Linked DNA regions of Sus scrofa: region 2 is linked to region 1. A link is a contact called in public HiChIP or PLAC-seq data. All regions are on one chromosome and are shown on one strand. The core of a region is the stretch at or near the end of the contact, and the rest is flanking DNA. Distances in the headings are between cores, read along the strand shown.

Evidence for each region. HiChIP or PLAC-seq counts read pairs in DNA pulled down with a chosen protein or histone mark.
Region 2: an H3K27ac HiChIP or PLAC-seq map of alveolar macrophages shows a contact between it and region 1. The contact joins two enhancer-like sites. A contact is called at or near these places in 3 of 47 Hi-C or Micro-C datasets (embryonic fibroblasts and skeletal muscle) and 1 of 2 datasets of contacts at active chromatin or transcription factors (alveolar macrophages).

Annotation. Positions count from the first base shown.
Region 1 is chr8:121,297,031-121,304,226 of Sscrofa11.1, reverse strand. It overlaps METAP1 (methionine aminopeptidase 1), which reads left to right. Exons shown (of 11, transcript XM_003129313.5): 8 at 559-690; 9 at 3,510-3,653. Among named protein-coding and RNA genes, the nearest start is that of ADH5, 34 kb to the right of the region's middle. Within about 2 kb of position 5,601, at least 32 of the 83 cell types and tissues checked have an H3K27ac peak or open chromatin away from gene starts, as enhancers often do. A contact at or near this core is called in alveolar macrophages and embryonic fibroblasts, where this site is marked.
Region 2 is chr8:121,415,854-121,423,179 of Sscrofa11.1, reverse strand. The region is part of intron 1 of EIF4E (eukaryotic translation initiation factor 4E); the gene reads right to left. Among named protein-coding and RNA genes, the nearest start is that of EIF4E, 9.9 kb to the right of the region's middle. Within about 2 kb of position 3,524, at least 4 of the 83 cell types and tissues checked have an H3K27ac peak or open chromatin away from gene starts, as enhancers often do. A contact at or near this core is called in alveolar macrophages and embryonic fibroblasts, where this site is marked.

The DNA of each region.
Region 1 (7,196 bases), core at 4,352-6,851:
TCAGTCCATCCTACTCCTTCCCCCTTAATCTGTATTTTTAAACATGAAGACAAAGAGAAGGATGAGTAATTGCAAATAGTGTAAGGCAAATGAATTTTTGACAAATAAGTGTAGAATAGTGTAAATTTTTCTATTTATTGATTTGCTGCAGTGAGGAAAAACTCATTAAAGGTAAGTGAAAACAGTATTTTCTGTTTAATGTCAAAATGTAGCAAAGTCCTTCATTTAACATTATTAATTCAGGTTATCGATCTTGCATGAATGTATCCTGTTTTTTTTTTTTCCTGCCACAAATGATTTAATCACTGCTATAAGAATATTAAAGCCCACTGTCTGGCTTGTGCTGCATAACCACAGCCCTGTTTTCCACAGAGAGTCTAGTTGCATTATGGACGAGAACCGTCTGTGGGACGTTAAGAGTGTATTCATTGATGTCACTTGTGAATGCAGACGTTATCTTTCTTATTAAGCTGCCTGATTCTCTCATCTTGGTGAAACTTGACTTCAGTTTTGAAATCAAAACAAATGTGGTCTTTACGTTTGTGTATCCTTTTGCAGTGGACATCACTCTTTATCGCAATGGTTATCACGGGGACCTGAATGAGACGTTCTTTGTTGGGGATGTGGATGAGGGAGCACGGAAGCTGGTTCAGACCACATACGAGTGCCTGATGCAAGCCATCGACGCAGGTCAGGCCCAGTGCTGGGCACCTCTGGAGCTGCTGTCTGCTGTGGGCTTGCATGTCCCACCACTGCCTCGTGCCTGCCTCGTCCCTCCAGCTGCACCTTTGCCCTGCCTCAGCTGGCCTGGGGTTTGGCAGTAGTAGGTTGAAGGAGGATTTGGGAATCCTGAGATGAGGATGGACCAGATTATTGCTTATTCCTTTGTCTCTTCTGTGATTTGTCTTCCTTTTCTTTTGCTGATAAAGGAGGAGGAATGTGTGGAGAGTTCTTAAGTGCAACTTTTCAGTTCTTTCATAAATACTATGTTCTCATTATAAACAGTTAAAAGATGTTAGGTTATGAGAGAAAATTGAGTTATCTTCTTTTACACTCCGCCCCCCCCCCTTCTTTTTAATCTCTCTCTCCTGAGGTGTTCGTCTTTAACGTTTAGGGCTTTTTCTCCCCTGTGCACTAATACACACGTACAACTGTATGTAGTGTGTTCAGTTATGTTAAACGGAGTCATAATACTTGCAGTATTCCATACTTTGGTACTTTTTCAACTGGGAATATCTTAGAGATCTTTCCATATTAACATGCACGCATAGATCTACTCCATTATTTTACTGGCTATATATTATGTTCCACAGTATAAACATTTCTACAACCATTCCCCTACTGGATTTTGGTGTTTTCCAGACGTCTTGCCATTGTAGTCAATAATATCTTTGGGTAGAGGTGTACTTCTGAGGCTGTGTTCGTCTGTGTCCATATAAGCAGTGCATCCAGGTTTTTAAAATTAAGGCTCTGTCTTGTGAGGAAAGAGAAGGAAAGGCTTGTTGCAAATGTTAACAGACTATTAGAAAGGACAGTTTGAGGGAAAACAAGCTTTCGTTTGCAATCCACAGCATTTCAACCTTATTGTTCAGTGCAGTATCCGCCTTCTCCCCCTCCTCCCCCCCAATGAATCCAGTGTATCATCAGCAGTGTATTGGACAGGACAGGGTTCTTAGGCAAACATATAGTTATGTCTAATAACATAGGTCCATTATTTTTACTGTTTTTAGTCCATTTAACAAGCACAGGAGATGGTGAAATGTTTACTAATTTGATAAAGTTAGAGGAATGAAAAATGAAAGCATTGATTATTTTCATTTATCAATATGTGCGATTTCCTTGTTATTCACTGTTGATTGTACTTAAAAACTTCTTATATTCTCAGTGGTATTATGAGAGGAGAACTTTAATATTTAGCTTTTCATTTATGAAAGATTTTATTTTGAATTAAAATTTTTAGGGTTTCTACCAGGTTATGTGTTCAGTGCAGATATCCTTTTGTTTTTCTGTGAGTTGATTGAAATAACCAGACAGCTGGAATGTTGTTTTACAAAGACGCAGGCATAAAACTTGCGAAGAAACAACCAGAAACCAGAGTCTTCATAGCAGCAGACAGAAGGCACAGAAGTTGCTTAATCTCTGGAAAGCGCTGTTGACGCCTTGTATGCATCATTCCTTCCTTTATTTGCCAGTAGTTTGGCTGCCCACCCTGCTGTAGAACAGTAGAGGGATGGACCATGGTGGTTTAGCCTTCTAGAGTAGGGCTTCTCAGCCTACACATTAATGCCATTTTGAGGCTGATAATGCTTCATCGTGGGGGCCTGCCCTGAGCTCTGTAGGATGCTTAGCAGCATTCCTGGTATCTACCCACTAGATGCCAGGTGCACCACTTCTCCTAGGTGTGACAGCCGAAAAGGTCTCCACTGTATTATGATGTGCACCCTTGGGACCAAAATGACCTCTGGTTTGAGAATCAGGGAGACATCTCTTCTCTCACCCTTCCTCATTATTGTTGAACAGGGATTTTTTTTTCTATTAGGCAACATGGGTTAACATTTTGCTTTCCTCCACACTGACTGTAGCCTATAGGAAGGCTTGGATGGGAATGAAAGGAAATCATTATGAAAGTCAGCATGTTCCTCAGAAATCTTTTAACTCCCCCCCGCCCCCCAAAAGGGTTAAGCTGGAACATGGTTAAAAGCAACTAAATTTGAAAATGACTTCTTGAGCCATTTGCCCAGAAATTTGATTGGCTGGAGAGAATAGAATATGTTATGCCTGAATTTCAGCTTGGAGATGAGATGGATGGTGGGAGTCTTTGGGGAGTGGGAGGCCCCCTCAGAACTGTGGCTAGACTCCCCAGGAGCCTGGCAGTACCCTGATCCCAAGGTGTTGGGGCTAGGAGGGCCGTTGCAGCAATGAGAACCACTTTTAGTTTTTTTTAAAATAGTGATGAAAGTCATACAAATTAAACAGGGCAGGAAGCATGCAGTGAGAAGTACTTTTCTATACCCTCTTCCCATGACCTGCAGAGGTAACTGAATAATTTGAGAACCACTTTTATGGGGATCAAGAAGCCTCAGGGGAAGTAATCCTGTGACAAGTTGCCCAGACGGACACTGAGGACAAGTCAGGTTCCTTTCTGGGCAGTCCTTTTTCTCCTGGTGCTCTTTCCTCTCTTATCTCTTCATTCTGTTCACTTTAATGGAAAGCACCCTGACCTTCGAGAAGGTGAGGACAAGAAGTGTATTTTCCCTTCTCTCGTTTATTCAGAGAGCAGACAGCCCCTTTCTCTGCACACATTCCTCTTGTGCAGCGAAGGAGGAAGCACAGGTGCTACTGGTTTGAATCTCAGCTCTGCTCTTACTGGCAGCATAGCCTCTCTGTGCTTTGGTTGCCGCATCTTCAGAGTTTCTGCTTGTAGCTGTATAAAGCATTCAGAACAGTGATTGCTTAGTAATTATTAGTTATTCTTACCCTTTGTCATGGGTCTTCTCTTTGCCTTTCAGTGAAACCTGGTGTTCGATACAGAGAATTGGGAAACATTATTCAGAAGCACGCCCAAGCAAATGGATTTTCAGTTGTTCGAAGCTATTGTGGGCATGGAATCCACAAGCTTTTTCATACAGCCCCCAATGTCCCCCACTATGCCAGTAAGTACTGCCAAAGACTTGGTAAATACTGACTTCTTATTCAGCAAATATTTATTCAAACATTTAACAGGACTGACTTACTATTTTGTGTTTACTAGAGTAATTTTTAGTTGTTATAAATAGACCTCCAAAATGTATACACAATACACATTCATATCTTGCTCACGTAATAGTCTAAAGCGTGTGTGTTTGATCACTTTAGAGGGTGGGACAGTTAATCTTTGACCCGGGCCCTTGTCCCTTTCAACTTAGAGTTTTCAGGGTTCCCCTCCTGATCTTACAGATGGTGGGGAGGAGGGAGAAACGTGGAGGGGTATGCTTGGGAGGTTTTAATGAGCCAGTCTGGACTTGGCATACATCCTTACATTTGCTTTTCATTGGCGGGAGTTCAGTCACATGCAGGGGAGGTGGGGAAATGTGATCCAGCTGAGTACTCTGGAAGAAAAGGAAACTAGTGATTTTGGTGAGCAGCCAGCAGTCCCTGCCATGTGTATTCTGATTCCTTAAATGAAATTGATTCAGCTTGGTTTGATTTGAGTTCTTAGCATATGTCATATACTGTATGATGTGTTGGTATAAATAGAGAGGAATAGATAGAATATCTTTCCTCAAGTTGACTGCTGTCAACAGATTAACAAAGGAAGTCTTGTTCAATCATTACAACTCTATGAACAATTTCTTAGCCCTAATTTAAAAGCAGATTCTGTGCTTAGGGAAGTGATTTATTTATCCACAGTCACACAATCCACTACATAAATGCCCGGGCTAGGGCTGGTACATGGGTTCTGTCTGGCTTCCTAGAGTCAGTGTTTTCTACCAAACTCTGTGCTACCTTAAAAGGATGGAAGCAGTTTGGTGCTGGGCCTTGTGGGAGCAAAGAAGAATGAGATTTTGGTTTGCTGGGGAAGACCAGGAAGAGCACTCCGCGTCGTGGGGGAAGGATGTGTAGCTGCTTCAAGGTGGAGCTGAACAGAGTCAAGACGAGCTAGGGCTGAGAGCTGTGTGTTAAGAGCTAGAAGTAGGCCGTGCCAGATCTGAGGATGTTTGACCTCATTTGTAGGGATTTGCAGAACATTTTTTGGCAGAAGAATGGCAAGGTGAAGTTGCTGTTTGGGGAGATCAGTTTAGCAGTAGAGTCTAGAATGTTTCGCAGGTGTGAGCTAGCCAGGCTTGTCGGTCCAGTGCACAGTTATTACCGTAATCCAGGTGTGAGGTGGTGCAATCCAAGATGTTGGTAGTTGTGAAGAGGAAGGGAAATGAGTGAGAGACCTCTCAACAGGAGAAGCTAGAGAAGAGGCTTCAAGCACAGCATTTGACTTACAACAAGCATTTATTAGCAGACCACATAGTCCTTTTTATTTCAGTTAAAATTGTGCTTGAAATAAAAGTTAGCAACAGAATAGGTAAGCCCTGTGATCACCTGATGTACATTCCATTTAACAGAATGGAAGCAGCTCTTCTGCTGACTGCATGTGTGTGTGTGTGTGTGTGTGTGTCTGTCTGTCTGTCAAAAGACTGTCTGCAGGAAAGAGGGTTAAAAAAGCCCCCTTACCTGTAGAGGTGACAGACTCAGCTTTAGGTATGGGTTATAGAAAGAGACTTTTTGAAGGAGATAAAATTTGTGGGAGAAGGAAATATGGGTCAGTGAGGATGGTGTCAGAAGAATATGGTGCCTCTGATACACAAGAGATGCCACTTGAGTTTCATGTTAAACCATTTCGTTAGAAATAAAAAACACTTCTGAAAAAAGAAGCAAGGTGTAAGTATACTTCATTTCATCCATTTGATAATTTATGGAAAGTCAAGTGTTAACTGGGTTTAGATAAATCAAAATCCTTTGTGATCCCTTTAGGGGCGAGTTAGAGGAGGCTGCTGAGTCTTGGTACTGAGAGGCCTTTTGAAATGTAAATGATCCCTGCTTTAGCTGGTAACTCCTTGCTCCTAACCAACTGGGGGTGGAACGAGGAAGTCGTTGTGTAACTTCCCTCCGCCCTGTTCTGTGTGAGGAAGGTCTTTCCGTGTTAGGTGGAAGTTTATGTGCCTCTTTATTTGTGCCTCTTTATTTGTCGTTATGGTTGGGAAGTAAAGATGATACTGCCCTGCCTTTAGAATGGATAGCGCAGCAGTTCTGTGAGGCAGACAGTGCAGGAGCTACACATTTTGGGAAGAGTACTTCGCAATGGTATCTGTCTAGAGTAGTCACTCAGTGTGTGTTTGCTGAGTGAGGTATGTTGAGAAACTGAAACCATGAGTCAAGATGAGTGGGCGTTCTAGAACAGTGAATCAGGGAGAGAAACAGGAGTGGGATTTGAATCCTCTGTATCAGTGCTGTCCAGTGGCGAGGCACACATGTAATACTTAAATTTCTAGTGGTCCTGTTCAACAAGTAAAAAGAAATAGGTGAACTTAGTGTCATATTTTATTGAATCTATTACATTTAAATATTAAGCATTTCAACATTTTATCAGTGTAAAAAAAATCATTGAGATATATTACATGCTTTTTTTGTTTTTGGAGTCAGCATATTTTTTACTCATACGTTCTGACTTGCCACTTTTCAAGTGCTCAGCAGCTACACCCCCGGTTCGCTGCTGTATTGAACAGCACAGCTCTTGATTCCTTAATCCTTTTTTCTTTCTGTGACACCACACTGACTCTCTTGACATTTTCTTTTTGATGTCCCCAAGGGAATACGACTAAGTCTATGTAGGTAGTAAATTACATGTCCTTTGGAGAGGAAGTTCATGAAATTAGAAATAAGAAGTCAAAATTATCTTTACCTCTCAGATTTTTGTAACAGTTTAGAAACTCCTGATTTGGCATCTGTAGAACAAGTGTCTTTTGGTAACACATCAGATCGTGGAAAGCCGCATGAGAGCTATTCACAAGGACAGATGTGCAGGAACATAACTCGAGGGTTTAGACCATACCTGGATGGAGTGGCGTTTAGTGGAGTCACCTCAGTGGATGCATAGGTGATTCATTACCATCCGGAAGTCACCATCCAGGAGACCAGCAACCTTACCAGGAAACCCTGGAAGCCTGTGCTTTGGCCACCTGGTGGTCAGGCAGAGCAAGTGCAGCCACTGTTTACTGATGCTTACCCGTTCTTAGCTTTTAGTTTGAAATTTAAACAGGTTCTCTATTTTTGTATGAAATTGTCTAAAAGGCCTATCCGTGTTTAAAATTTTTGACCTTTTCGGGGAGATGGCAGTTCTGGACACATTAATTCATGGTGGTATTTCTCATGATGATCCTGAAAAATACTTTCATACTGGTGAACAGAAAACTAAAAAAAGTATTTGGAAGGAGAAATGGAGTTTTTGTTTCCAAATAAAAAGGAAAAATGGTGTCATCATTAAAAAAAAAAAAAAAAGGTGAGTGAGGAGCGGCTTTGTTCTCCAAAGATAAGACAGTTTACAAAACCTTATGAAAACAGGGCAGTTTTTCTGTGGGTTGTGCGTCTACCTCCACCTCCACCCCCACATCCCCACACCCCCAGCCAAGAGGTAGGGGACCTCTGGCATAGTCTGAAATATGTTG
Region 2 (7,326 bases), core at 2,275-4,774, 120 kb before region 1:
TCTTGGATAGGCTTTTTTAAGAAGAATCCTTGGAGTTCCCATCACAGCTCAGTGGAAACTAGCCTGACTAGCATCCATGAGGACTTGGGTTCAATCCCTGGCCTGGGATCTGGCATTGCCGTGAGCTGTGTTATAGGTCAAACACTTGGCTTGGATCTAGTGTTGCTGTGCCCACAGCTACAGCTCCGATTGGACCGCTGGCCTGGGAACCCCCATATTACAAGTGCAGCCCTAAAAAGAAACAAACAAATAAATAAACAACTGGTTAACAATGGAGTTCCCATTGTGGCTCAGTGGTTAACAAATCTGACTAGGAACCATGAGGTTGCAGGTTCAACCCCTGGCCTTACTCATTGGGTTAAGGATCCAGCGTTGCCATGAGCTGTGGTGTAGGTTGCAGACGAGGCTCGGATCCCGCGTTGCTGTGACTGTGGTATAGGTCGGCAGCTATAGCTTCGATCAGACCCCTAGCCTGAGAACCTCCATATGCCACAGGTGCGGCCCTAGAAATGGCAAAAAGACAAAAAAAAAAAAAAAAAAAAAAAGGAAAGAAAGGAGCCCTGGTTGGCTAGAAAAAATAGACAAGAGATGGGGGTTTTTTTAGAACAATAAGACAGGATTTTGCCTGTGCCAGGGAGCATCCTTAATGTTTCACGTTAACTCACTTAACCCTTACTGTACTTCAATATACTTAGTTTTCTTTGTAATCCTACGTATTGATTTTATGCATTTAAAAACATTCTGAAAATGAGGTCATAGGTTCCACCAGATTGCTAAAAGGATCTATTTGAATTCTGGACCTCGAGCATACTTATTCATCTTGATAAAAAAGTTATTAAAAATAAAAAGCTGGAGTTGCCGTCGTGGCTCAGTGGCTAACTAATCCAACTAGGAACCATGAGGCTGCAGGTTCCATCCCTGGCCTTGCTCAGTGGGTTAAGGATCTGACGTTGCCGTGAGCTGTGGTGTAGGTTGCAGATGCGGCTCGGATCCCGCATTGCTGTGGCTCTGGTGTAGGCCCGCAGCTATAGCTCTGATTGGACCCTAGCCTGGGAACCTCCATATGCTTTGGGAGCAGCCCAAGAAATGGCAAAAAGATGAAAAATATAAAAAAATAAATAAATAAAAAGCTAAATACCATCATTACCTATAAACCAAAATCCAAGAGATTTTACAATCCTAAATATTTAAAAATACGTTGTACAAAAAAATTTCAAAAAAAATTTAAAAGTTTATCATTCCTAATCCCCTCACGCCACCACCTGTAAATCATCTGATAAAACCTTTCACAGATATGATTTTTATTTATTTGTGTTTAATGATGACCTATGCATCAATATTTTTTTTTTTTTCTTTTTTTTGGCTGGCCCAAGGCATATGGAGTTTCCAGGCCAGGACTCAGATCTGAGCTGCAGATTCGACCTACACCACAGCAGCCATGGCAATGCTAGATCCTTTAACCCACTATGCCAGACCAAGGATTAAACCTGCATTCTGGGGAGTTCCCGTCGTGGCGCAGTGGTTAATGAATCCGACTAGGAACCATGAGGTTGCGGATTCGATCCCTGCCCTTGCTCAGTGGGTTAAGGATCCGGTGTTGCCGTGAGCTGTGGTGTAGGTTGCAGACGCGATTCAGATCCCACGTTGCTGTGGCTCTGGCATAGGCCGGCGGCTACAGTTCTGATTGGACCCCTAGCCTGGGAACCTCCATATGCCTCGGAGCGGCCCAAAGAAATAGCAAAAAGACAAAAAAAAAAATAAAATAAAATAAACCTGCATTCTGGCACTGCAGAGACACCACCAATGCCGTTGCACCACAGCATGAACTCCCTATGCATCAATTTTATCCTTAAGGTAAGAATTTGCTGAAGGTAAAGAGTTGGACTTTTTTTTTTTTTTTTTTTGTCTTTTGTCTTTTTGTTGTTGTTGCTGTTTCTTGGGCCGCTTGAGTTGACTTGGGTTTGAGTTCTAGCTGTCTCACTTAGGAATTATGTAATATTAGAAAAAATTTTTAAATTGCCTGAAATATGAATTTCTCACCTATAAAAAGTATTTATCCCACAATATAAGATTAAAAAAAAAAAAAAAAAACCCTACAAAAGGAGTTACCTGGCAGCCAAGAAGTTAAAGGATCTGGCATTGGAGTTCCCATTGTTGGCTTAGCAGTAATGAACCCAACTAGCATCCATGAGGATGCAGGTTTGATCCCTGGCCTCACTCAGTGGGTTAAGGATCTGGTGTTGCCATGAGCTGCAGTGTAGGTTAACAGATACAGCTCGGATCTGGCACTGTGGTGGTGTAGGCCAGAGGCTACAGCTCCAATTCGACCCTAGCCTGGGAACTTCCATATGCCGAGGGTGCAGCCCTAAAAAGACAAAAAAGACTAGCAACATAACTGAAATTTTCAAAACAACTACTTAATTCTTTGCTTGACTTTTCATCAAAATTACTAAAAGTATCAAGGTAGTAAGAGAGTAAATTCCATGTTGGCAAATTTTTAAAATTTTACTACACTGTTTTCACTAACAAAATATTTTAACTGGCAAATCATCTGAATTGATACAGTCCAGAAATCCAAAGAGAAGAGGGAGAAGGGAATGACTATTTACTTTCTTTAGAAATCAACTCCCAAATGAACTCCCAGTCACTGAAGTATGATCAGTACTAACTACTTGTTTAGTCCTCAGATTTAGATACCAAAGTGCTATTTTCTTTTCTGTCTTTTTTTTCCTTAGGCCCACACATGCACCATATGGAGGTTCTCAGGGTAGGTAGGGATCGAATTGGAGTTGCAGCCAACTGGCCTATGCCACAGCCACAGCAATGCCAGATCTAAGCCACGTCCGCGACCTACATCACAGCTCACAGCAACGCCGGATCCTCAACCCACTGAGCAAGGACAGATATCAAACCTTCATCCTCATGGATACTAGTCAGATTCATTTCTGCTGGGCCACGATGGGAACTCCACAAGGTGCTATTTTCTTAAGATCCTACTTTTTTTTTTTTTTTTTTTTTTTTGCTTTTTAGGGCCGCACCTATAGCATATGGAGTCTCCCAGACTAGGGGTTGAATCGGAGCTACAGCTGCCAGCCTACACCACAGCCACAGTCACGCCAGATCTAAGCCACATCTGTGACCTACACCACAGCTCATGGCAACCCCGGATCCTTAACCCAATGAGGGAGGCCAGGGATCAAATCCAAAACTCATGATTCCTAGTCGGATTCACTTCCACTGCACCATGACGGGAACTCCTTAAGATCCTACTGTGGTTACCAGTTATCAATACTGTAAGACGACAGAAACTAAAAATAGATGTCTATGCATTTTCTTTTGCAGAGGTAGTAAACTGTCAAGTTTATCAAATTAATCTTTCCAAGTCACACAAGGAATCACATCTACATGCCCATTTGAAAGATAGTGTAATGCTTAAGAACACACACTGTGGAACTTGGCTGCTTTAGTTTGAACTCCACCCCAACACTTATTAGCTATGTGATCTTGGGCAGGTTAGTCATACAAAGTTACTTAATCTCTCTGCAACTTGGTTTCCTCATTTGTGAAACAAGAGTAATACCTACCTCTCAGGGCTACTGTAAAAATTAAATGAATTAATATATGCAAAGCATTCAGTATGGTGCCAGACATACAATAAATGCTATGTGTTAGCTATTATTAAGATATAGGAAGTTCCCTGGTGGTCTAGTGGTTAGGATTCTAGTAGTTAGGTTTTTTCACTGCTGCAGCTCAGGTTCAATCCCTGGTCTGGGAACTGAGATCCCTTATCAAGCTACTGCATGCTGTGGCCAAGGAAAAGAAAATTAAAAAAAAAGAAAATGGGACATAAAGATTTGCCTACATTAAAATTCACAGTTACAAACAAATTGTGTTTAAAAGACCATTTTTCTTAAGTCAGTTGCTTAAAGCTCTAAATCTGTATCCCTGGAAATTCAACACTGGTTAGATATGTCGTAATTCAGCAGAAATTTACTTAACACAAGGAGCCTAAACTACAGTTTCCCATTGTTTCTATGAAAAACATATCAAAAGTTCCAACTGGGAAAAAAAATCCTATCTTTATGACCACATTCTCAAGTTCTAGAAATGATGAGAAATGACTTAGTACTTAAGTACTTAGTACTTAAGCTATCCCTTTTTCTCTACATACAACAGGGACTTTATTTATTTATTGTTTGCTTTTTAGGGCCACACCCACGGCATATGGAGGTTCTCAGGCTAGGGGGCCAAGTGGAGCTACAGCTGCTAGCCTATACCATAGCCACAGCAAAGCAGGATCCAAGCCACATATGCAACCCACACCACAGCTCATGGCAACGCTGGATCCTCAACCCACTGAGTGAGGCCACGGATTGAAGCCGCAACCTTATGGTTCCTAGTCAGATTTGTTTCTGCTGCATCACAACAGGAACGCCACACAATAGGGACTTTTAAAGAAACACTAGATATATACTAACAATGAAAGATCAGAAAGAGAAATTAAGGAAACAATCCCATTTACTGTCGCATGAATAAAAACAAAATACTTAGGAATAAACCTACCCAAAGAGACAAAAGACCTGTACTCTGAAAACTATAAAACGCTGATGAAAGAAATCAAAGATAACACAAACAGATGGAAAGACATACCATGCTCTTCAATCGGAAGAATCAACATTATCAAATGACTATACTACCCAAGGCAATCTACAGATTCAATGCAATCCCTATCAAAGTACCAAGGACATTTTTCACAGAACTAGAACAAGATTATCTTTGCTTGGAAGCACAAAAAACCAAGAATAGCCAAATCCATCCTCAGAAAGATAAATCAAGCAGTAGGAATCAGGCTCCCTGACTTCAAATTATACTACAAAGTTAGTGTCATCAAAACCATATAGTACCGGCACAAAGACAGAAATCAGATCAGTGGAACAGGATAGAAAGCCCAGAATTTAAACCCACGCACCTACAGTAGCCAATCTATGACAAAGGAGGCAAGAATATACAATGGAGAAAAGACAGCCCCTTCAATAAGTGGTGCTGGGAAAACTGGACAGCCACTTGTAAAAGAATGAAATTAGAACACCTTGTAACACCATACACAAAAATAAACTCAAAATGGATTAAGGACCTAAATATAAGAGCAGATACTATAAAGCTCTTAGAGGAAAACATAGGCCAAACATTCTCCAACATAAACTGCAGCAAAATCTTCTCAGATCCACCTCCTAGAGTAATGACAATAAAAACAAAAATAAACAAATGGGACTTTAAAAAGTTTCTGCACAACAAAGGAAACCCTAAACAAAACGAAAAGACAACCCACAGAATGGGAGAAAATCTTTGCAAATGAATCGACTGACAAGGGATTAATCTCCGAAATTTATAAACACCTTCTGCAGCTCAATACCAAAAAACAAACAACCCCATCAAAAAATGGACAGAAGATCTAAACAGACAATTCTCCAAAGAAGACATACGGATGGCCAAAAAACACATGAAAAGATGTTTAACACTGGAGTTCCCATCATGGCTCTGTGGTTAATGAATCCATGAGGTTGCAGGTTCAATCCCCGGCCTTGCTCAGTGGGTTAAGGATCTGGCGTTGCCGTGAGCTGTGGTGTAGGTTGAAGATGTGGCTCGGATCCCACATTGCTGTGGCTCTGGCGTAGGCCGGTGGCTACAGCTCCGATTCAACCCCTAGCCTGGGAACCTCCATATGCCACGGGAGTGGCCCTAGAAAAGGCAAAAAGACAAAAAAAAAAAAAAAAAAAAAGATGTTTAACATCACTCATTATTACAGTAGTGCAAATCAAAACTACTATGATGTACCACCTTACACTGGCCAGAAGGGTCATCATTAAAAAGTCTACAAACAATAAATGCTGGAAAGGGTGTGGAGAAAAGGGAACCCTATTACAATGTTGCTGGGATTGTAAATTGATGCAATCACTGTGGAAAACAGTACAGAGATTCCTCAGAAAACTAAAAACTAAAAATAGAACTACCATTTGATCCAGCGATCCCAATCCTGGGCATCGATCCAGAAAAAAACCATGACTTGAAAAGATGCATGTACTCCAATGTTCACTACAGCACTATATACAATAGCCAAGACATGGAAACCACCTAAATGTCCATTGACAGAGGAGTGAATAAAGAAGATGTACACAATAGAATATTATTCAGCCATTAAAAAGAAAGAAGTAACGGCATTTTTAGCAACATGGATGAACCTAGAAATTATCATGAGAAGTGAAGTCAGTGAGACAGTGAGACACCAACATCATATGATATTACTTACATGTGGAATCTAAAAAAAGGACACAATGAACTTCTTTGCATAATATATACTGACTCACAAACTTTGAAAAATTTATGGTTTCCAAAGGAGACAGGTAGGGGGGTGGTGTGATGGGCTGGGGTTTGGGGATGGAAATGCTGTAAAATCGGGTCGTGATGATCATTATAAAACTATAAATGTAATAAAATTTATTGAGTAAAAAAAGAAACACTACAGATTTTTACAGTAAGAGGAGGAGTGGAAAGAATATCTACAAGTTATGGGTCATAAGCTTTGCATTTCTTACTAGTGGCAAAGAAATGATCTAAAGTCAGCTATGTGAAATCTCCCTGCAAAAAGAGAAAAAAAAAAAGTGAGTACACCTATGCATAGATACACTTGCATGCAACACATTCATGGAATATTAACTTTACCTAGTTCTTCATAGCTTACAAACTGTCACCTCTTTTTTTTTTTTTTTTTTTTTTTTTTGTCTTTTTGCCATTTCTTGGGCTGCTCCCACGGCATATGGAGGTTCCCAGGCTAGGGGTCTAATTGGAGCTGTAGCCACCAGCCTACGCCAGGGCCACAGCCACGTGGGATCCGAGCCGAGTCTTTGACCCACGCCACAGCTCACGGCAACACTGGATCGCTAACCCACTGAGCAAGGCCAGGGATTGAACCCAAAACCTCATGGTTCCTAGTCAGATTCGTTAACCACTGAGCCACGATGGGAACTCCACAAACTGTCATCTCTGAATGCTGCATTTGAAAATCAAAGTCAGAGTTCCTGTCATGGCTCAGCGGTTAATGAACCCAACCAGTATCCATGAGGACTCGAGTCTGATACCTGGGCTCACTCAATGGATTAAGGATCCTGCACTGCCGTGAGCCATGGTGTAGGTCGCAGACATGGCTCAGATCCTGCATTGCTGTGGCTCTGGTGTAGGCTGGCAGCTACAGCTCTGATTCCACTCCTAGCCTGGGAACCTCCATATGCATCAGGTGCAGCCCTAAAAGAGACTAAAAAAAAAAAGAAA